Linked DNA regions of Salmo salar: region 1 is linked to region 2. A link is a contact called in public Hi-C data. All regions are on one chromosome and are shown on one strand. Each heading gives the region's core, a stretch centred on a gene start, on an enhancer-like site or on the middle of the called end of the contact. The rest is flanking DNA. Distances are from core to core; before and after follow the strand shown. Region 1 overlaps LOC106567530 (protein Jade-1). Region 2 holds the start of LOC106567530 (protein Jade-1).

Region 1 (5,173 bases), core at 162-2,661, 73 kb before region 2:
TCTTAAACAGGTCATATCCTCAACATCACAGTGGCTCCTGCCTCACTGCGTCGGAGGGTGGGTAGTGTACAGCCTGTTTACACAGGCACACTGTGTCCCAAAATGGCCCCATATTCCTCGCGGTGCTCAGTCAAAAGTGGTGCACAGTATAGGGAATAGGTTGCCATTTGGGACGCACAGACACTTTGCTCTCCACACTTCCTCCACTTCCCTGGCCGACACGTCTGATGTAAAACCATGCAAATAGTGTGAGGCCTGAGAAATCCCCCTACAGCTGCCTTACTGCTACTAGCAGCCTGTTGCCTCCATCTCTCCGCCACCACACACACTGTGATCTCCATCTAAAAAACCAAAACAGGAAAATATCAAATGTGAGTGGGTTACGCACGCGGGGGGAGAATCATTCGATACATTTTCAGAGTTGTTGTGCCTTATTAAGCTGGTTATCTTTTCATTAGATAACCCTCTTCTACTGGCCGTTGCCCCCCCCCCCCCCCAGCTTCAATAACTATAATTAAATCCCCAGGCAGGACCAGCTAGCCTAAAGATGTTCAGAGCTACAGGAAGTGTGGATTGTCTGAAGTGGTGATCAGAGAGACTCACTCGTGGAGTTTGCAGGCAGAAGGCGGCTAACCTAATGCTCCTTTTTCTCTATCATTTCCAGCGTAGTGGATCGATGTACAGTGGCTGACTGTAGATATCTTGTGGAAGTGGAGAAAAACCACAGGGGCGAGGTGAGAGAACGGTGTGTTCTCTCTGGCCAGGGTCACATGTCCTGAACACAGGCTACATAAACAATGAGCGAGAGGGAGGGAGGGAGGGAGGGAGGGAGGGAGGGAAGAGTACATAGAAAATAGAGACAGACAGTAAGAGAGGACAGAGAGATTAAACAGAGAGACAGTAAGAGAAGACAGAGAGAGATTAAACAGAGACAGTAAGAGAAGACAGAGAGAGATTAAACAGAGAGACAGAAAGAGAAGACAGAGAGAGATTAAACAGACAGTAAGAGAAGACAGAGAGAGATTAAACAGAGAGACAGTAAGAGAAGACAGAGAGAGATTAAACAGAGAGACAGTAAGAGAAGACAGAGAGAGATTAAACAGAGAGACAGTAAGAGAAGACAGAGAGAGATTAAACAGAGACAGTAAGAGAAGACAGAGAGAGATTAAACAGACAGTAAGAGAAGACAGAGAGAGATTAAACAGAGAGACAGTAAGAGAAGACAGAGAGAGATTAAACAGACAGTAAGAGAAGACAGAGAGAGATTAAACAGAGAGACAGTAAGAGAAGACAGAGAGAGATTAAACAGACAGTAAGAGAAGACAGAGAGAAAGAGAAGAGGGGGGAGAAAGAGTTGTTCTGGGCTGCCAGACTGGGTGGAGTCACAGCGATGTGGGCAAGAGGGCGAGATGACTCAGGTCAACAGAGATTATGAAACAACAAACAGCAAATCCAGACAGAACTAACTCTAGATATGAGGGGATAGACAGTCAAATTAGAGAGGCAAATGTATCCTAGCTACTGGAAATATGTCTTCAATAAGCTGACTATGAAGGGAGCAGTAGTAACTGTTATTTTGTTGTTGGGCAATCCTAACATGGTATAACTGGCAGACAAATGCATGCTGGTCTGGTGTTGTGTGGTCTAGTTCAGCGTTTCCCAACAGTACACATTTCTTTGTTTGTAGCCCTGAACAAACTCACCTCATCCAGCTCATTGAGGGCTTGACGATTAGTGGACAAGTTGAATCAGGTGTCTGTCCAGGGTTGCAATAAAAATGTATACCGTCGAAGGTACTCAAGGACCAGGGTTGGGAAACACTGGTCTAGTTGGGAAGAGTGTGGCGCTAGCAAAAACAAGGTTGTGGGTTCAACTCCCGCAGTGATCACATGTACTGAAATGTATGCCCTCACTGTAAATTTAAGTCACTTAAGGATAAAAGTGTTTGCTAAGTAGCATATATTATACATTAGCATGGCCTAAGGCTATCAGAGCTATATCATTGCTATATTATTGACTAAATCCTAGGTTCCAAGATACCAGCACTCCTGTCTAAGGAAGGTAATTGTCCATGACACGAGCGGGGAAACTAAAAATATTTGGATATTCCCTCGCTCTCCTCTGAGTCCCGGCTTCACAGCAGAGGCAGCTTTGATCCTTCTTTGCCCTGTGGAATATTTATCTGAAGCGGGGGAGAGCTGAATTACACACAAAAGGGCTTCAGACTCTCAGCTCCTCCATACAGAACACCAGTACATACTTCCCTTCGTGCCACCCCAGACCCAGAAGGGATGTGGCTTTGGGTTTTATTGCACACTGACTGGCCTTGGGGGATCTGGAGTGTGTGTGTGTATCTTGCGGCTACTGTACCCTCTGTGCGAGGCTCAGAGAGAGAGAGAGCTACTGTACAAAAGAGGGGCAGTGTGTTAGGAGTGCTAGTGAGTGAAGAGGGAGAACGGGAGATAGAATCAGAGAGGGCTAGTGTGGAGAGAGAAAATAGAGGGGCCGCAGCATCTCAAGCAGCAGACGCACAAAGCAGACCTTTGTGACCCCCTCTAACCACCACCCCCACTAAGCCAATCAGGTGGCAGACGCGCCGGGCCCGGGGGGCCCCGAGTCTGTCCAGTCACGGCTGGGTCTGGCCAGGGGACGAGAAAGTGGGCGAGCGTGTTGCCGGGCCAGAGCAGAGAGAGCTCACTCGATCAGCCAGTCTGCAACCCACAGGAACATTTCGGATGCTACACTGTCAACTCTCATTTTCTCTTCCTACCCCACACAACTATGGCCTTGTTTGGAAAACTTCTAAAAGTTGCATCCTTCCTTGAGATGATCACTGATGTAGAAAGGATTGGATAGGTTTTCACACAGCGTAGCTTCCACAACTCTTAACCAATGTCATAACAGATCAGCGATTTCTAAAAGGAAGGAATGGCATATTTTAAAACGTGTTTGGACAGGGCCTTGGTTCAAACTTCAGGGAGATAGAAGTTTCCCCTAACCAGTGATAGAGGGTTTGATATTTATAATGTACAGTACCAGTCGAAAGTTTGGACACGCCTACTCATTCAAGGGTTTCTCCTTATTTTTTACTATTTTCTACATTGTATAATGATAGTGAAGACATCAAAACTAATGAAATAACACATATGGAATCATGTAGTAACCAAAAGAGTTAAACAAATCAAAATATATTTTATATTTGAAATTGTTCAAAGTAGCCACCCTTTGCCTTGACAGATTTGCACACTCTTGGCATTATCTCAACCAGCTTCATGAGGTAGTCACCTGGAATTAATTTCAATTAACAGGTGTGCCTTCTTAAAAGTTCATTTGTGGAATTTCTTTCCTTCTTAATGCGTTTGAACCAATCAGTTGTGTTGTGACAAGGTAGGGGCGGTAAACAGAAGATAGGGCTATTTGGTAATAGACCAAGTCCATATTATGGCAAGAACAGCTCAAATAAGCAAAGAGAAAAGACAGTCAGTCCATCATTACTTTAAGACATGAAAGTCAGTCAATGTGGAAAATTTCAAGAACTTTGAAAGTTTCTTCAAGTGCAGTCGCAAAAACCATCAAGCGCTATGAAACTGGCTCTCATGAGGACCGCCACAGGAAAACCCAGAGTTACCTCAGCTGCAGAGGATAAGTTCATTAGAGTTACCAGCCTCAGGAATTGCAGCCCCAATAAATGCTTCACAGAGTTCAAGTAACAGACACTTCTCAACTTCAACTGTTCAGAGGAGAATGTGTTAATCAGGTCTTCATGGTCAAATTGCTGCAAAGAAACCACTACTAAAGGACACCAATAAGAAGAGACTTGCTTGGGCCAAGAAACACAAGCAATGGACATTAGAACAGTGGAAATCTGTCTTTTGGTCTGATGAGTCCAAATTTTAGATTTTTGGTTCCTACCGCTGTGTCTTTGTGAGAAGCAGAGTAGGTGAACAGATGATCTCTGCATGTGTGGTTCCCACCGTGAAGCATGGAGGAGGTGGTGTGATTGTGCTTTGCTGGTGACACTATCTGTGATTTATTTTGAATTCAAGGCACACTTAACCAGCATGTCTACCACAGCATTCTGCAGCGATATGCCATCCCATCTGGTTTGGACTATGATTTGTTTTTCAACAGGACAATGACCAAGGGCTATTTGACCAAGAAGGAGAGTGATGGAGCGCTGCATCAGATGACCTGGCCTCCACAATCACCTGACCTCAACCCAATTGAGATGGTTTGAGATGAGTTGGACTACAGAGTGAAGGAAAAGCAGCTAACAAGTGCTCTGCATGTGGGAACTCCTTCAAGACTGTTGGAAAAGCATTCCAGGTGAAGCTGGTTGAGAGAATGCCAAGAGTGTGCAAAGCTGTCATCAAGGCAAAGGATGGCTACTTTGAAGAATCTCAAATATAAAATATATTTTGATTTGTGTAACACTTGTTTGGTTACTACATGATTCCATATGTGTTATTTCATAATTTTGATGTCTTCACTATTATTCTACAATGTAGAAAACACTAAAAATGAAAGAAAAACCATGGAATGAGTAGGTGTGTCCAAACCTTTGACTGGTACTGTATGTGATCATCCCCTCATGGTTGTGGTTTAGTTTCGGTGTTGGGTAACCTGATCCTAGACGTCTACCTCGAGGGCAGTTCTCAGCACAGTTAGGCCAGCAACCTTCAGCAGGGGTGGGATGTGGGTTGAAGACATGAGGAGAGCTAATGTCATGACCAGAAGGTTGCAGGCGTGTCGCCGAGTTTAACAGACAGTAAATGTACTTCACACCACAGCAAGTGCAAAAGGGGCCGCGTCCCAAATGGCACTACATAGGGAATAGGGTGCCATTTGGGACTCTGGCCAAAACACCACCCACTGATTTGTCATCTTCCTGGATAACATGTCCCCCCCCCCAACACCTCTGATGTGGATGACATTTCTCAGAGGGACAGAAACAGCACAGTGCTTTATTCAACCCGGTGGGGGCAGAGACGGACAGACAAGGCCACCAGCAGGCATGGGAACACCGGCTCCTGTTACTGTTCTGTTCTGTTTCTGTTCTGTCAGAGGAAGGAAAAACACAGTAGATCTATCTTAAGCTAGTCATTTACAGGTGCTCGTTGGTGTTTGTTAGGAAATGGAAAAAAATGGAGACGCCCACTCAGTTTTCACCCAA
Region 2 (5,649 bases), core at 1,412-3,911:
TATTTGAAATGTCTATTACTTTGAAACTTGTGAGTGTAATGTTTACTGTTCATTTCAGTTTTGTTTATTATCTATTTCAATTGCTTTGGCAATGTAAACATGTTTCCCCATGCCAATAAAGCCCTTTGAATTGAAATGTAATTGAGAGAGAGAGCTCTTATGCTCCCATACCATGACTCATCTCCTGTTTCATGGGGGGGGGGGGTAGAGCTGTCACAACTGGGTCCCTACATGATTCAGACTTAATTGATTAAAGGAAGGGACCAGTTCAATTACATTTGTGCAATAAGAGAAGCAGGATGGATTGCACAGTCTACTATTCTGAATCACTGGAGGTAATGGATTGTAAAAAATGTTTACTTGTTTGTTATTAAAGAGGACCATAATACATAATAATAACATTTGAATGTACTCGAGGTTATGCGCTGTAAAGTAAACTTCACATACATTGGCACCCCCCCATTAACAAACCAAAACCCCTCTCCCAATAAGAATTGAAAATATAAAATGTGAGCCCCCCCCACAACTGTCAAAGATATAAGCGCGTGGCAACTTACGAGAGTCTCAATGTGTAATTCAAAACACTGGAAATAGCTTGATCCCAAATATATCTGATTATGAACATCAAGTTCTTGTTTCTTAAAATGGGAATCATCAAGATGCTGCTCTGTCCCTCTACTCGCCATGCGCAGCACCAACACCAGGCCCACCCCCTGATCTATGAGCGCAGAGTTTCTGAAGGTAAACAATAGCCACTCCCCCCCACAGTTAGAACTGCACAGCGAGAGCCAGGGAGGGAGGGGAGAGGAGAGTTAACAAGCTTGTTCTAATTCTTAGATAGGTGCGTGCTTAGCCTTCCGAAATACACACTCCACTTCTTGGGAACGCAATTGGCGTTCACGTGCGATTTCAAACCCACAAGCGAGCGACACTGGATGGCAACAGTAACTTTAGACAAATCACAGTTTTATAGCGCAATCGTTATTACCAAAATGCTGCTCATTTGATCTTTTCAACGGGCAGATAACATCCGATCACTCGTCATTAGCCCAGCATGTGCATTTTCAGCGCCATATGTTGGCGAGACGCGGTCCCTCCTCGCGACACACATACACACTTGCACGACTCTTGCATAAGTTGTCAATAATTTCTTCGAATTCAACAAAATAATTAGCCATTTGTTTCACTGAAGCATGTTATGCAAGAGCACTTCAGGAAAATCCCGCTACCAAAATTATTTCATAACAGCGGTGAACATAGCTATGACCGCCCGCCTGTAAATAATACTCGCTGCGTAGTTGGCGTTGCTAACATTGCTTGTGAACTGGGACCTGACATTTTCATATTTTAGAAAATAAGAAGTTGCAGTTGAATGATCTTCTCGTGTTAACTATTCGTCTGGCTATCACAACCATCTGACCCACATGCACTAACGTTACACATTTCACTACCAGCTCTGGAAGTGTGCTTTTTCCCCCCTGTGCTAACGTTACATGCTACTACTGTACTTCTTGGGGGAAGAAACCAAAATCGAACCTACCTTTTTACCTTGATTGCAGTCAGCTTCCGATGGCGAAAACGTCCTCGACTCTGGACGATGAGAAATCACGAAATCATTTGAAGTTAACCACATGTAGTGACAGTGAATTTCACGGTGGTCAAATTCCAGTGCAACTACCCTAGCTAGTTAGCTAGTTAACGTTAGCCCACCGACTATCCACGTTGGTGACAGGACGTGCCTGCGAGGCTGTGGTGACAGCACGTCGATCAGATGCTCTCCCAAGAGAGTCAAAATAAAAAAAGTAGCAATTTACACATTTAATCCATTATAAAGTCTATCCGGCAGCATAACATATTATTCAACAAAACTGCGATGGCCGCCTTCGCAGTTCTCAGCTAAATACAGTTAATGTAGCTAACTGTTAGCTACCTTTAGCAGACTTTAGGAGTATCATCCGTAAATCCAAATTGTCTAACGGCTTGCAAGATAGCCTCGAGCTGCAGCCAGCAAGTCACTTCTAATGTAAGCTAAAGCTATGCCGGGTACAGCAAGGTAAGATAACAAATATCATTTTCAAAGCCATGTCGCATTTGAAAATAGTCCAATGTGATATCCCCCAGGTCCCGATTTGTCACGTGAGTGTGTTTTCAGATCCAGTAAGGGAAAAAAAATAATATATGCTTCATTTTCATGGAATGAAATGTTGCAAGCTAGTTTTGAGACGTTCTGCCGAAAAAACATCGCCTGCCCATTCGCTTCCCCTCCTGCCCGCTCATGTTCTCCCTCTTGCGCGAGGGTTCTGCAACCTCACAACAAAATAAGCTCATACTTTAAACTCTTTTGGCGCCATATTAATGACGTACTTTAAATTTGCCGTTACTGAAAGCCGATTCAAATATCTTTACGGTGGGTTAATTTCGCCAAACTGGCTAAAACCTGAAATGGAAATCAAATGGAATTATATTCTTCGCCTGTCACTCGTTTGAAAGTGAAAGCCACCGTTTAGTGTAAGCGGTTTGTTTTAGTCGGGTAATATCTGTTCAATAATTGGCCATTTACCGAGGATTTTTTTTGGGCTATTCATATTTCCTTTCGTAATAAGAAAGACATTAAAGAAACATTGAAATAACGTTAGTCTTACTTTCAAACGTTTTAATAGCCTATTCAATCCACTCCAAGCCATGCTGTTAGTTCACGCAGACAAGCGATATCAATTCCACAGCATTTACTACTTTCTATTAGGAGTGATCTGTATTTTGTCGGATCTCCACCAGGCTCGGTTGAAGCTAAAAAAGGGACATTGTACAATTCCCATGCAGAAGCGTTCGAAAAGAAACAAATTCATTGGACCTGGGCCGGAGCGAAATTGAATGGAAATGAATACCATTACAGAAAGTTCGACATCAAACGCTCTGCATGGAATTATTGGGTTGTCTTAACCTTAGTATAATTTTACAGCTAGTCTCCGGTGAGGGTTACTGTGTGTCTGGTAGTAATCGCACGCACCTTCATGTTATTGCGCGTGCCCTCTCCTGCTGCTCGGTGGCCACCCAGCCAATGATGCATGGCAGTATTTTTTTTCTATATCAATGATTGTTGTTGTGTTTCTGACATCATATATTTGCACCCTTGGCACGCATGAAAATACAAGCGGTGCAGGCCTTTCTTTACCCATCTCACATAACCGCGGGAAGTGAGGGTGCCGCAGGACTCTCTGGAAAAAAAAACCAAAAAAACATGTATTTTTTAAAATAAATATTTTTTACACATAAGTAGTGCACTGGGCATTTAATAGTCCTGTATTAGTGTACCAATTACCCCCCCCCCGTGAAATGAAAGACACACTAGCTTTTTCTGGCACAGATTCAAATGTGCTGTAGCAGCCTGCCCGCACCACAGGTGGGTTAAGTCCCTTGAGAAAACATACAATGCCACTCCATGGGTATTTGATTGTACTGACCGTTAATTTACTGTCTGCTGGACTCATCGTTTATTTAGCAAATTCAGCCATGCAACATATATCATGTCTGTCCCAAATGGCAGACTATTCCCTATATACACTTTAAAGGGAATATGGTGCCAAATGGGACGTAACCCTCCTCTCATTAGAAGGGCCTGTGGTTAGTGTAAATTGTGGTTCTCTTTCATTCAAGGTACTGTATGTCCTTTCGGTTTGATTGTGGCATCCAATAGGCTTTTGATCAGGCCAGGGCATCCAAATGTCAGCTACCTACATCAAAGCCACTGTATCTCATGATGGATAATATTACAACAAACTGCTTGTCGGGACTGTAGAATTGGTGCCGATTCTGATAGTTCAGAGGTTATTCTAGGGCAGCCTGACAAACCTGGGAGACTGACAGACTGAAACGCCTGCAGAAAGAAAGACAGATCCTCAAATTTGTTTCATTATGGTCTAGACTCCTAGAATTATCTAGGCCATCCGTTGATTTTTTTGCATTACAGCCCTTTCATACTTTAAATCCCTATAGAGATCATCAGCACAGCAGTATTGTATAATGATATGGCACAGCCTTAAAAAAAAAAACTGTGATTTAAAAGGGTGCAATGTTTTAAACAGAGGTATGAAGATGTAATCATTGTCTCCTGAGTCAGAAGCCGATGATTGAGATCTACTATCTCCTTCTGTATTCAATTCAAGTCATTTGTTTTCCTGTACTTATCTCATACTTGTCCCATTTGCGAGGCATTTACCTTCTCAGGCTGCGTCCCAAATGGCTCCCTATTCCCTATATGCTGCACTACTTTTGACCAGGGCCCGTGTGATATTGGAGTGGGGGGTAATACTTCTTCCTTGGCTCATTCCCAGCATGCTGCTGAAAAGGCTACCTGTTGTCTCCATGTCTCCCAATTACAGTTTTCTCTTGACTAAGCATACATTAGATGACTCATCAAAAATATGTGTTGCCAAGCCTCTTGGAACAGTGTATTATTTCAGCATCATTGTGTATTTTATGCTGAGTGAAGAGGTATGCCATGTGGCTATAAGCAGAATGGGGATCAAATGGGGACTTACATGGGTTGTAAGCTGCCCATATTTAATATAATCAAGATTGCAGATATTTTTTATGGAGATTGAGATAGGAATGTGTGCACCTCATTGTATTTTAACCACTGGGAGGAGCGCCTTACGGTCGGATGCCGAGCAGTTGCCATACCAAGTGGTGATGCAACCGGTCAGGATGCTCTCGATGGTGCAGCTGTATAACATTTTGAGGATCTGGGGACCCATACCAAATCCCATACCAAGTCTCCTGAGGGGGAAAAGGTTTTGTCGTGCCCTCTTCATGAGTTTCTTGATGTGTTTGGACCACGATAGTTTGTTGGTGATGTGGACACCAAGGGATTTGAAACTCTCGACCCGCTCCACTATGGCCCCGTTGATGTGAATGGGGCGGGTTTTGCCCTCCTTTTCCTGTAGTCCGCGATCATCTCCTTTGTCTTGCTCACATCGAGGGAGAGGTTGTTGTCATGGCACCACACTGCCAGGTCTCTGACCTCCTCCCTATAGGTTGTCTCATCGTTGTCAGTGATCATGGTGTTGGAGTCGTGCTTGGCCACACAGTCGTGGGTGAACAGGGAGTACAGGAGGGGACAAAGCACACACCCCTGAGGGGCCCCTGTGTTGATGATCAACGTGGCAGATGTGTTGTTGCCTACCCTCACCACCTGGGGGCGGCCCGTCAGGAAGTCCAGGATCCAGTTGAAGAGGGAGGTGTTTAGTCCCAGGGTCCTTAGCGTAGTGATGAGCTTTGTGGGCACTATGGTGTTGAACGCTGAGCTGTAGTCAATGAACAGCATTCTCACATAGGTTCCTTTTGTCCAGGTGAGAAAGGGCAGTGTGGAGTGTGATTGAGATTGCGTCATCTTTGGATCTGTTGGGGTGGAATGCGAAATGGAGTGGGTCTAGGGTTTCCAGGATGATGGTGTTGATATGAGCCATGACCAGCCTTTCAAAGCACTTCATGGCTACTGACGTGAGTGCTACGGGGAGGTAGACATTTAGGCAGGTTACCTTCACTTTCTTGGGCACAAGGACTATGGTGGTCTGCTTGAAACATGTTGGTATTACAGACTCGGTCAGGGAGAGGTTGAAAATGTCAGTGAAGACACTTGCCAGTTGGTCC

The links. A called contact is a pair of places that touch in the nucleus more often than the background predicts.
Region 1: a Hi-C map of gill shows a contact between it and region 2, with 2.6 times the contacts expected there. The contact joins the enhancer-like site here to the promoter of LOC106567530 in region 2. A contact is called at or near these places in 3 of 3 Hi-C or Micro-C datasets (blood, gill and muscle).

What each region holds. Positions count from the first base shown.
Region 1 is chrssa13:60,485,164-60,490,336 of Ssal_v3.1, reverse strand. The region is part of intron 5 of LOC106567530 (protein Jade-1); the gene reads right to left. Among protein-coding and RNA genes, the nearest start is that of LOC106567530, 72 kb to the right of the region's middle. Within about 2 kb of position 1,411, at least 3 of the 13 cell types and tissues checked have an H3K27ac peak or open chromatin away from gene starts, as enhancers often do. A contact at or near this core is called in gill, where this site is marked.
Region 2 is chrssa13:60,412,898-60,418,546 of Ssal_v3.1, reverse strand. LOC106567530 (protein Jade-1) reads right to left here and starts at 2,661. Exons shown (of 13, transcript XM_045693416.1): 1 at 2,643-2,661; 2 at 1,541-1,590.